Linked DNA regions of Mus musculus: region 1 is linked to region 2. The links are chromatin contacts, called in public Hi-C maps. All regions are on one chromosome and are shown on one strand. The core of a region is the stretch at or near the end of the contact, and the rest is flanking DNA. Distances in the headings are between cores, read along the strand shown. Region 1 holds the start of Tmem231 (transmembrane protein 231). Region 2 holds the start of Bcar1 (breast cancer anti-estrogen resistance 1).

Region 1 (5,021 bases), core at 2,438-4,937, 190 kb after region 2:
CAACCCAATGCTTGGGAGGTGGTGGCAAGAGGACAGCCAGTTTGAAGCCAGCCGAGGCTTGCATAGTGAGTTGGAGTTTGGTCTGGACTATGTAGAGAGACCCTGTCTCAAAGATAAATAGCAACCAATCAGCCAACTAAAAACAAACAAACAAATAAAAAACTGTCTTAAAGTAAAACTAGAACTAATTTTTGTTTGTTTGTTTGTTTTGTTTTGTTTTTTTTCGAGACAGGGTTTCTCTGTGTAGCCCTGGCTGTCCTGGAACTCACTTTGTAGACCAGGCTGGCCTTGAACTCAGAAATCTGCCTGCCTCTACCTCCCAAGTGCTGGGATTAAAGGAGTGCGCCACCACCACCCAGCAAAACTAGAGCTAATTTTGTTTAAGGTTTTTGTTTGTTTGTTTTTTACATTTGATCTTAGCCAAAAGGCCGAGAAGCGATAGGTTTTGTTTGTTTTCACCTTTGGAAAGAAAACACATGAAGTGTGGATCTTAAGAAGCTCAGTGAGTGAGTACACAGGGAAGGGCAGGTCCACCTCTACCCTGGCCCCTCACCCAATCACTCTTCTCTAGAGGCCTTAGAGCGGAGTTTCTCAACCTATGGATCTCAAGTTCTTTGGGGAGGTGGGGAGCTGAAGGACCCTTTCACAGAGGCTGCATATCAGTTACATTACAATTCATAAAAGTAGCAAAATTACAGTTATGAAGTAGCAATGAAATAATTTTTTAGTTGTGGTCACGACAGCATAAGGAACTGTGTTAAAGGATGGAAGCACTAGGAAGGCTCTATTGCATTAGAGGCTTGAGAATAAAAATGGGGCCAGGTGTGGCCGGCCTTGCTTGTAATCTTCGTAGTTAGTAAGAGAAGGATCACCAGATCCATATGGGCAACCTGGCCCATAGCTGGACTTCATTACAAAGCCCTGTCTTAGGGATAAATAAATTAATAAATGGAGCTGGAGAGCTGGCTTAGCAGTTCAGAGCACTGGCGGTTCCTCTAGAGGATCCTGGTTTAATTCCCAGGGCCCATAGGGCAGTTTACAACTGTCTATAACTCCAGTTCCAGGGGATCCGAGGCACCAGGCATCACATAGTATACATATATGTGCATGTAGGCAAAGTACCCACACACAGAGAATAAAATAAGCAAAGCAGCAAGGTAAGTACATAAATAGTAAAAGCAGGCGTGGTGGCTCACAACTGCAGTCTCAGCGCTGAGCAGGCACAGGCTGGAAGACCGAAACACAAAGTCTTTAAGGTCATCCTAGGCTACAAAACCAAGCCATCCTGGATGACATGACATGCAGTCTCAAGAAACTAAAAGGGTATGTGTTGGTGGCCTGGGGGAAGAGTCTTGACCATCTGAAGAATAAAAGAGTGCAATGATGTTAAAACAAAACAAAACTTCCAAAGCAAAAACTTTTGCATTAGTTACCTAATGAGAGTGTGTTAGAAGCCCTCCCCAGGCTGGGTGGCTGGCGGTAGTAGCAGAGGGGAGGGAGAGGTTGACAAATCTCTGAGTTCGAGGCCAACCTGGTCAACAGAGCAAGTTATTTGACAGCCAGCGCTACACAGAGAAACCCTGTTCTAACAAATAGAAAGAAACGCTTTCCAGATGTTTAAATAAGATTTGCCGAGTCTCCACCTCTTTCATGAGAATCCTCTACTGACATTCCACGGGGGAAGCTGGAGCCTGCGCTCCCCTCCCACTCCCACCAGGCCCCATCGCACCTCCCCCTCTCTCATCCCTTCAGTTTCCCTAGGTGCGCATTTTGCTTAGTCAGCCTTTCATGTCGTAACTAAGACTACTACGCAAGTCCGGTTCGCAACCTTGACTGCGCATCCTTCCTAGCGTCTTCTCGTGGCTTATTTCCTTGCAGTTAACAATTACTTTACTTGCTTGCTTTGTTTTCTCTAAGTGCATGAAATTTCAACAAAACGCTTCCACTGGCATTCAGACGTGCATGACTTAAGTCTGGGCCTCACGTCTGTAGTCCCAGCTTCGTAGCTGGCTGAACTGGGCTTACAGCTTGGGCAGGCAACATAGCAATAACCCATCTCAAAAAGAATAAAAAAGCTGTAGGATTTAGTTAAAGCTTTGTTTATTCACTTACTAATTTTAATAGTAAAACGATTGGAGCAAATTAAAAAAAAAAAAAATCAAGGATGGGTAATGAGATAGCTCAGCAGGTAAAGACTCCTGCAGCCAACCCTGGGAATCCAAGCTGGATTCCCGGGACAGTGACAGGAGGGAACTGACCCCTCCAAGTTGTCTTTTGACTTTACATGCCAGCGCTACGCTTTTGAGACTGAATAGCCCTGAGCTTGCTGTATAGGTCAGGGAAGGGGGGGGGCAATCCTGCCTCAGGTGGAGGTTAGAAACAAAATATTTACTAACAAACACCTAGTTAAAGTCATCACTCTGCCCATGTCATTATATGAACGGCAAGGGATGACCGTAAGGAAGCACTTGATTTATGCGAAAGTAAACACTAAACTGCAGCCAGTAAAATGTTTCCCTTACACAGGAGACAGCTGCAGTGTGGCAAAGAGTTGAGAAGCCTAACCCAGACAGGCGTGGCTTGGCTAGAGCAGGACCTGAGAATTCAACCAATCACCGCTTGCCCCGCCCTACCCCGCATCAAGTCTGCATAAAAACACTGGTACTTTCTGTCTTTACAGCTTGGTGATGTTCAAACTCAGCAGCGTACTGGGGTGTACAGAACTCCGCCTACAAGCCCTCAAAGGGGTTTTTTCTTCAGCCACCTTTCCATTCAGAAAATGACCAGCACCAGAAACAGGCTCTGGACTCTTGTTGTCCGGCAAACACAGTGCCTGCACGGCTGCCTTTCTAGGGAAACCTGGAGAAACTGAATAAAACTATCTAGAAAGTTAAGCATGCGCAGGCCAAAGGGACTTTTGTTTCCAACCCTCGTGGCTCCTTAAGATCCAAGCTGTGGGACTGAGAGTGGCTCAGTGGTTAAGTCCTTGCATGCAAGCACAAAGCCTTGGGTTTGATTCCCAGCACCCCATATACCCCAGCAGGGCGTTGCATAGCGAATCCCCGGCACTGGGAAGGTGAAGGCCGAGTATCAGTTGTTGAAAGACGACTTTGGCTATATAGTTTAAGGCAAGCCTGGGATACACGAGACTCTGCTCTCACACCCGGTCAAATGACCCAAACTGGGATCTCACTCCATCCTATCACCCCCAGGATCCGGGCGGGAACCACGCACCGACACGAGCGGGACGCGCAGGTGAGCCCCCTGCAGCCGGTTGAAGGTGGGGAACGTGCTCCAGGCGAGGAAGGCTTCAGGCTCCGGCCCCAGGAGAGCCACGAGCAGCACTTGGTGCTGGAAGCGCACGTTCGGCTGCTCCTCGTAGCTGCTCCGCTTCAGCCAAAACCCTGCGGGAGACAAGGCGGGTTGGGGGGAGCCAGGTTAGGATTGCCGGCCTGGGCCCGCCGGCCGCGCCGTGTGGCCCTCCAGGCCCGGGCAGGCTCACCGTGGCTCCGGAAGGCCACCAGCAGCGGGGGGATGTAGGTGAGCGCGGTGGTCAACAGCAGGAAGAGCGCGGCCTTGGAGCAGAGCCCCGCGCGGTAAGCGCGCTCGATTGGGTGAGAGAAGAGATGGTACAGCGCCATGAGCGCAGGGCCGCAGCGCCGAGTCTCCACGGCAACCGACGGCGGGCAGAGGAACCAATAGCAGGCATGCAGGCCTCTAGAAGGGGGTGGAGCTAGCAGGAGGAGGGTCCTGTGTTAGTGCTGTGCCTGCGCGTCTCTTCAAGAAGGCAACTGTATGGGCTGGTGAGATGGCTCAGCCGGTAAGAGCGCTGACTGCTCTTCCAAAGGTCCTGAGTCAAATCCCAGCAACCACATGGTGGCTCACAACCATCCATAATGAGATCTGACGCCCTCTTCCGGAATGTCTGAAGACAGCTACAGTGGTGTACTTACATATAATAAATAAATCTTAAAAAAAAAAAAAAGAAAGCAACTGTAATGATATTTTCACTCACCAAAGTCTGTGTCAATTGTACAAAATCAGACGTGCATAGATGTTGACATCACCCCATAGATCATCTATTAACTCATGACATAAGGATGGTTGATGTAGCTTAGTTGGTAGAGGGCTAGCCTACTATACAGGAAGCCCTGAGTTCATCTCCAGCACTTCATTAAACCAGGCACCTTGGCCCACATCTGTAACACTAACAACTCTTCAGGTGAAGACAGAAGGATCAGAAGTCCAAGGTCATCTTTAGCTACATTGTGAGTTTGAGACCAGCCAGAGATACTGGAGACTTTGTTTCAATGCAAAAACTCCATTGAGGTTCATACTGAAGTCGGGACATTCCTATAACAAGGCCACCGTCCTAGAACCAGGTACTTTTGTCTTCAAGGTTAATGCTTTCACTATGCCCCATAGCAGGAAAGATAGAAAACAGGAAACAAACCCCCTGATTATTTAAAGGTTAGAACAAAAACAAAAAATAAAAGGCCGGGCGTAGTGGTGCACGCCTTTAATCCCAGCACTCAGGAGGCAGAGGCAGGCGGATTTCTGAGTTTGAGGCCAGCCTGGTCTACAAAGTGAGTTTCAGAACAGCCGGGGCTACACAGAGAAACCCTGTCTCGGAAAAAAAAAAAAAAAAAAAAAGGTTAAAGGGTATTTTACTAAATGGCTCCTTCTGTTGTACTTTGTTAGCTATAAACACTGATACTGTCTTCCCCAAAGTTAGCATTAGCTGATCACTTAGGTAAATACTAACACCAATATCTTAACATGGAAGACAGATTTTTACCTGTTTGGAAGTAGGGTCTTACTATGTAGCCTGTGCTGGCCCTCAATTCTCCTTTCTCCAGGTCCTCTGCAAGAACAATCGGTGCTCTTAACAATTGGGTCATCTCTCCAGCTCCCACCATCTATCTTAATTCTGGAAAGGCTGTCCTCTGACCTCTACATGCCTGTCATGGTGCTCATCTGCATCTATGCACAAATAATGAATAAGTAAATGTAGTGTAACA
Region 2 (5,072 bases), core at 2,137-4,636:
CGAGGCTGCAGCTGGATACCGGGTCAGCTGTAAGCCCTGCTTCAGATCTCTGGCTCCCTGGCCAACTCTCTCAAGCACAGAGTGAACCCCAGGGTCATCCAGGTTCAATCAAGTGCCTACTGATTTCCACTGGCTGCTGCTAGATTAAGCAAAACTAGACCGACTCTGCTGCCCAGCCCTGGGCAAGCTGCCTGGCCTCTGTGAACCCAGGACAGCTATCTGCAGAGACGACAGAGACCCTGGGTTTGCTCTCTAGCATAGCAAAAGAGAAGACAGTACGTAGGTAGGTAGGTAGGTAGGTAGGTCGTACTTGGAAAGCCACAGGGAGCTGTCAACAGCTCTCTGGGGTGCAGCCCTGAAATCTGTGTGACCACACAGGACATTGGCCATTTTACCACACTGAATATTGTCAGGCTTGGTACCTACCCTGCCTTACCTCTGTGGGTCACATGACTATGGCCACTTGTGTCCTCCCTCAGGCCCAGCACATAGGACATATTTACACAGGGCAGCATCTGTGCTACTTAAAAGGGCCCATCGTCCGAGAAGGGGCACGGTAGAGGCTAGAAGAGCCACCCAGTTTCACAGAAAAGCAGCAGTGGGCAAAGCCATACTGCAGTGGGGCTGCTCTGCTCTGGACTTGCTCGTCACCTTACTGAAACAGGGCAGCCAACCTCTCGTCACTTGTGAACGTGGGTCTGGCATGGCAACAGTCATTTTCAAGTGCAAACTTCAAGCTAGGTCAGACTGCCTGATAGGCCTGTGGCACTGGCCAGCCATGCCCAGAAGGAAGGCGGACGTCAGAGGAAGCCAGGAAATGAGTAGCCAGGTACTGCCCAGGTACCTCTGCTCTCAGCAGAGGAGAGAGCATAAGCTGGCAGCCAGGGCTGTCATGGTTCCTCCCTCCCTCTGAACCTTATATCCCATGGGGGTCAAATAACAGAGCTAAGACCCCTGGCACAGCTGGAGTGGTAGTGCACACCTTTTAGACCAACACTTGGAGGAGGCGCAGGCAGATGGATTTCTGTATTAATTCAAGGCCAGCCTGGTCTACAGAGTAAATTCCAGGCTATTCAGGGCTATACAATGAGATCTTATCTCAAAAAACTAAAACAAAACCCTATTCAGATCCTACTTGGATATCCAGGAAACCACATCAACTCAACCTCGTCCGCCCCAAGTTCTCTCTGCCATCGTCATCTCCCATCGCCGGCTGTTAGCATCTTGTAATTTCTGTGGGCCAAAGTGCCTGCGTCAGCTCTAGCCAGGAAAAGACTGCCCAAATGAATGGGTGTTGCATAAAACTCAAATGTGTCCCTAAGTACCACATGGCCAGTCACCATTCTGGGCTCCCAGAGCAGGCAAATCTTTCTAGAAGCTCACCAGGGCTCCCAGCAAATGAAAGCTGTTTTCTGCTTCAGAAATGAACTTTCTCCATAGCCCCACAACCTCACATACTCTCAAAGTCCCAGGGGAGAGGACAATGGACTGGCAGCCTAGCTACACACCATGCAGATTACTGAGGGCTGTGGCTACAAGCGAATGGGAGATACATCAGACGGAGTGGATCTTGGTGGGGACAGACCTTCACTTCTTCACAGTGATTCTTATCTGTGCAAGTTTCACCAAACCCCCTTATCCTCTCTAGTTACAGACGGTGCCACTGCGGCACAGAGCAGAGAGCCATGACCTGAAATCTTGTGAGGTAAGGGCCTGCATGGACTACTAAACCAATCTTGGCCCTCCTAATCAGAGGCCTGTCCAGAGGGGTACTCCATGGTCATTACTGCCTTGGGGACCCTGGCCCTCCAGCACACTCAGCAGGTCTGCCTTGTTTTTCTGACCAGTGTCCACAGGGGCGGAGCTGGCTGGTGCCCTATGCCCCAAGCCAGAGAAAACTCTGAGCTCTGCAGAACAGCAAGAGCACAACAGAGGAGAGAGGCTTGGCAGGCTTGCTCTCTCTTCCTAGAGATGAGACAATTATGCTTTGAACCAGAAGAGATGGGGGTGGGGGGCTCCCATTAGCACTGCCTGGAAGCCCTAATTTTTTCATCTGTAACTCAGCATTACCGCTTCTAGGGGCGGGCAGGAGCTGAGCTCTCTAATTCTGTAATAACAATGCTTTGCGCTTACAGAACCCTCTCTTCTCCAGGAATCTCTGTACCCTACGGTGGTTAATTAAGAGGCCACTTGCCCTGCCAGGACGCTTGACTGTCTGCATCACGGAGAGAACCCAGTCCCCTGAGTGGATGAAGAGCAGTTCCAGCATAAGGCCAGGCCAGGCTAGGCATGGCTCTGGTCCATTGCCCCTTCCTGTCATCGGGAAAAATGCTTGAGTCAGCAGAGAAACGGTGGCTGTAGGCCATTACTCCAGGGCTGACAGGATGAAGGTGTGGTTTCACACCTCTGTTTGTCCATCTGTAAAGTGGGTTAATGCCTGTACCTGAGTCCATAGAATAATCAATGGAGACCTCAGGAGGAGACCCAAGTGTTAAGGACTGGCCCAAGGGCTGCTCAAGTCTGCCTGGTGGATCAGGAAGACAGAGGACCGGGATGGGATGTCAAGCAAACGGGGAAGCCCCTACAGAAAGGAGCTGCTAGTCGGAAGGTCCTGGGGTTCAATGGACCAACAAAACTTCCCACAAAGTGAGTGTACAAACCAGAGGTAGGGGGGAGGTACGCTATTTTCCAACAGCCAGCCAAGCCAACCATTCTGGGGTAAGGGTGTCTCCGGGGACAAAACAGACCCCGCCCCACTCCTGGCCATCCGGGTAGAGACCCGACAGCACAATAGGGCAGCCCTCCTAGGGAGTTTTCTGGGGAACAGTAGAGACCTTCCCACCCTTCATTCGGCGCAGCTGACCTGGCCATGGGCTTCTAAGGAGTGACAGAGCCCTCTTCTCCGTAGGCCTGACCACTCTGGTAGGAGATAGGGAAAAAGCACGGACCCCACCGGGCCCACTAGTCCCAGAGGCTCTCAAGAGGCTCCCAAACACCCCCTGCCCAACCCAGCCGTGCCGGGGTGCTCCCCGCGGGGCCAGTACGCCCCCCCCCCCGTCCTAGTCCGCTGTCCTGGAAGAGGCTGGAAAAGCCGGGTCTGAGAAGCCGGCTCTGGGGCAGCGCCCCCACCCTGACCCCCACCTCGGCCTGAAAAGAACCTCCGGCGACCCCCGATGGCCCAGGCCTGCGGTAGGGGGCGCGGGGTTCTCAGGCGGTCAGCACTCACCGGCACGGTCATCTTGGCCGCCGCCCCCCCGGAGCCCTGCAGCAGCGGCGCGGGCTAGCTCGGGCTCGGTGGGCCCGCGCCGCTCACAGCCCCCGGCGCGGGGTCCCGGCGTTCTCCGCTGTCCTGCCGGCTGCTTTCCGCCGCCACCGGACAGTCCGGCCGCTCCCCCCGCGCCGCGCATGCGCTGCCCGCACCGCCCCTCCCCCTCCCGCCTGCTCCGCCGCGGGCCGCGTTAAAGGCAAGGACCCGGGACCCCGGGATTTTTTCTGTCGGCACAACTGGTCGAGGAGGCTGGGTTCCCACACCTTGCACGTCCTTCCAAAGGCTACCTCCAGACTTATTATTAGACAATCCCATCCGGTCCGCCCACCCGGTTCTGGAATCCAGAACCCCCACCCCCTCACATCACGTCCCTCAGTGCGGGTCCCAAGGCTCCTACAACCCTACTTTGGGAGCAGTTTAGACTGGCTGAAGGCGATCTTAGATCAGCCTAGCACTACACCAGAATTCCTCTGCCCTCCGAGCCCAGCTGAGAATGAGCTTAGGTCTCCGCCAAAGCCCACTCCATCCCCCCAGGGAGCCCCAGACCCCCAGGAAGCAGCCTGATTAACACTGGATCCCCCTGAAAATAAAATCTAGAGTGGCTTTTAGGGAGGGACCCATAATGGGCCCTCCTGCCCAAGGCTGGAAGACAAGCAGGCCTTCAGGTCTTCCTTTCTTCCATGTTAATCACCCCTAATTTCTTCAGCTGTTTCACACTTGGTATGATGCCCAAACATGCACCTGCAAGCAGTGGGCACACGGTCTTCCGACTGCCACGCCCTCGCTTCTTTCACCTTCCCTCTCAGTACACTGAGGCTCTGAGCTCCATCAGCTACCAAGGGCATAAGACCCAGGGGTCTGTCCTGCTGCCCAACCACATATAACCTGTCACTGCTCCATGGGACCTCTTCCTGGGTAAGGCCAGACCCAGGGTAATTAATGGCTGCCACGGCCTGAGAAGGAGAGTGCAAACCTACATCAAGTGGGAGATGGATTCTATGGCTTTGCTTTGTCTAGGAGCCTACTGCTTTCCTAAGGGAACCTGTTCCGAAAAGCTGATTGGCAGCAGCCTTCCCTCCTGAGAGGACCTCGAGAGGGCGAGAGCTTCAGCTAGCTAGTATATAGTACTTGGGGACAAGGCTGCTGTGACCCGAAGCTGCTGCCTCCTCCTCCTCCTCCTCCTCTTCCTCCTCTTCCCCCTCCTCCTCCTCCTTCTCCTCCTTCTCTACCACCACCCCCACCACCACCTTCCTTTCCTCCTCCTCCATTTTTTCCTCCTCTTCTTCCTACTCCCCCCTCCTTTTCCCCGTCCTCCTCGCCTGGTTTATTTTATTTTGCGTGTGTGAGTGTTTGTGCATCCATGTGTGCATACCATGTACCTGCCTGCTGCCCTCAGCGGTCAGAAGACAGCATGGGATCCCCTGGAACTGGAGTTATGGAAATTATCAGCAGCCATGTGGGTACTGGAAACCAAACCTGGCTCTTCTGCGAGAGCAGAGGATGCGCTCCGTCCCAGGGACAAGCTTTTTTTTTTTTTTTTTTTTTTTTTTTGTCTTCCAGATGTACAGTGGTTGGAGGGCCGGGTGACTGGAGATGGAGTGAGGGTGGGTCTCTAACTTCCTCAGAGGCTCAGGGGTGGCCTCTGATCCCCCAACTTTTTTCTCCTGAGGTCTTGGGGGCAACCTTAGTCCCCTCAACCCTCTGGTAGATTCTGAGAAGGAACTCAACAATGAGGGAAGATATTTGAGAAAGAGGGACATCAGGACAGCCACCAGAGCCAGGTCTTGATTCCAGGACTGATGAG

The links. A called contact is a pair of places that touch in the nucleus more often than the background predicts.
Region 1: a contact with region 2 is called in a Hi-C map of muscle stem cells, with 2.0 times the contacts expected there. The contact joins the promoter of Tmem231 here to the promoter of Bcar1 in region 2. A contact is called at or near these places in 5 of 484 Hi-C or Micro-C datasets (LSK cells, embryonic stem cells, muscle stem cells and 1 more), 8 of 115 datasets of contacts at active chromatin or transcription factors (effector CD8 T cells, embryonic stem cells, epiblast stem cells and 4 more) and 3 of 9 other capture datasets (adipose tissue, liver and macrophages).

Annotation. Positions count from the first base shown.
Region 1 is chr8:111,930,126-111,935,146 of GRCm38.p6, forward strand. Tmem231 (transmembrane protein 231) reads right to left here and starts at 3,688. Exons shown (of 7, transcript NM_001033321.2): 1 at 3,503-3,688; 2 at 3,235-3,404. The coding sequence starts at 3,641.
Region 2 is chr8:111,740,463-111,745,534 of GRCm38.p6, forward strand. Bcar1 (breast cancer anti-estrogen resistance 1) reads right to left here and starts at 3,387. Exons shown (of 7, transcript NM_009954.3): 1 at 3,227-3,387. The coding sequence starts at 3,238. Gm51589 (a long non-coding RNA gene) reads left to right here and starts at 1,184. Exons shown (of 3, transcript XR_003947596.1): 1 at 1,184-1,705; 2 at 2,153-2,646.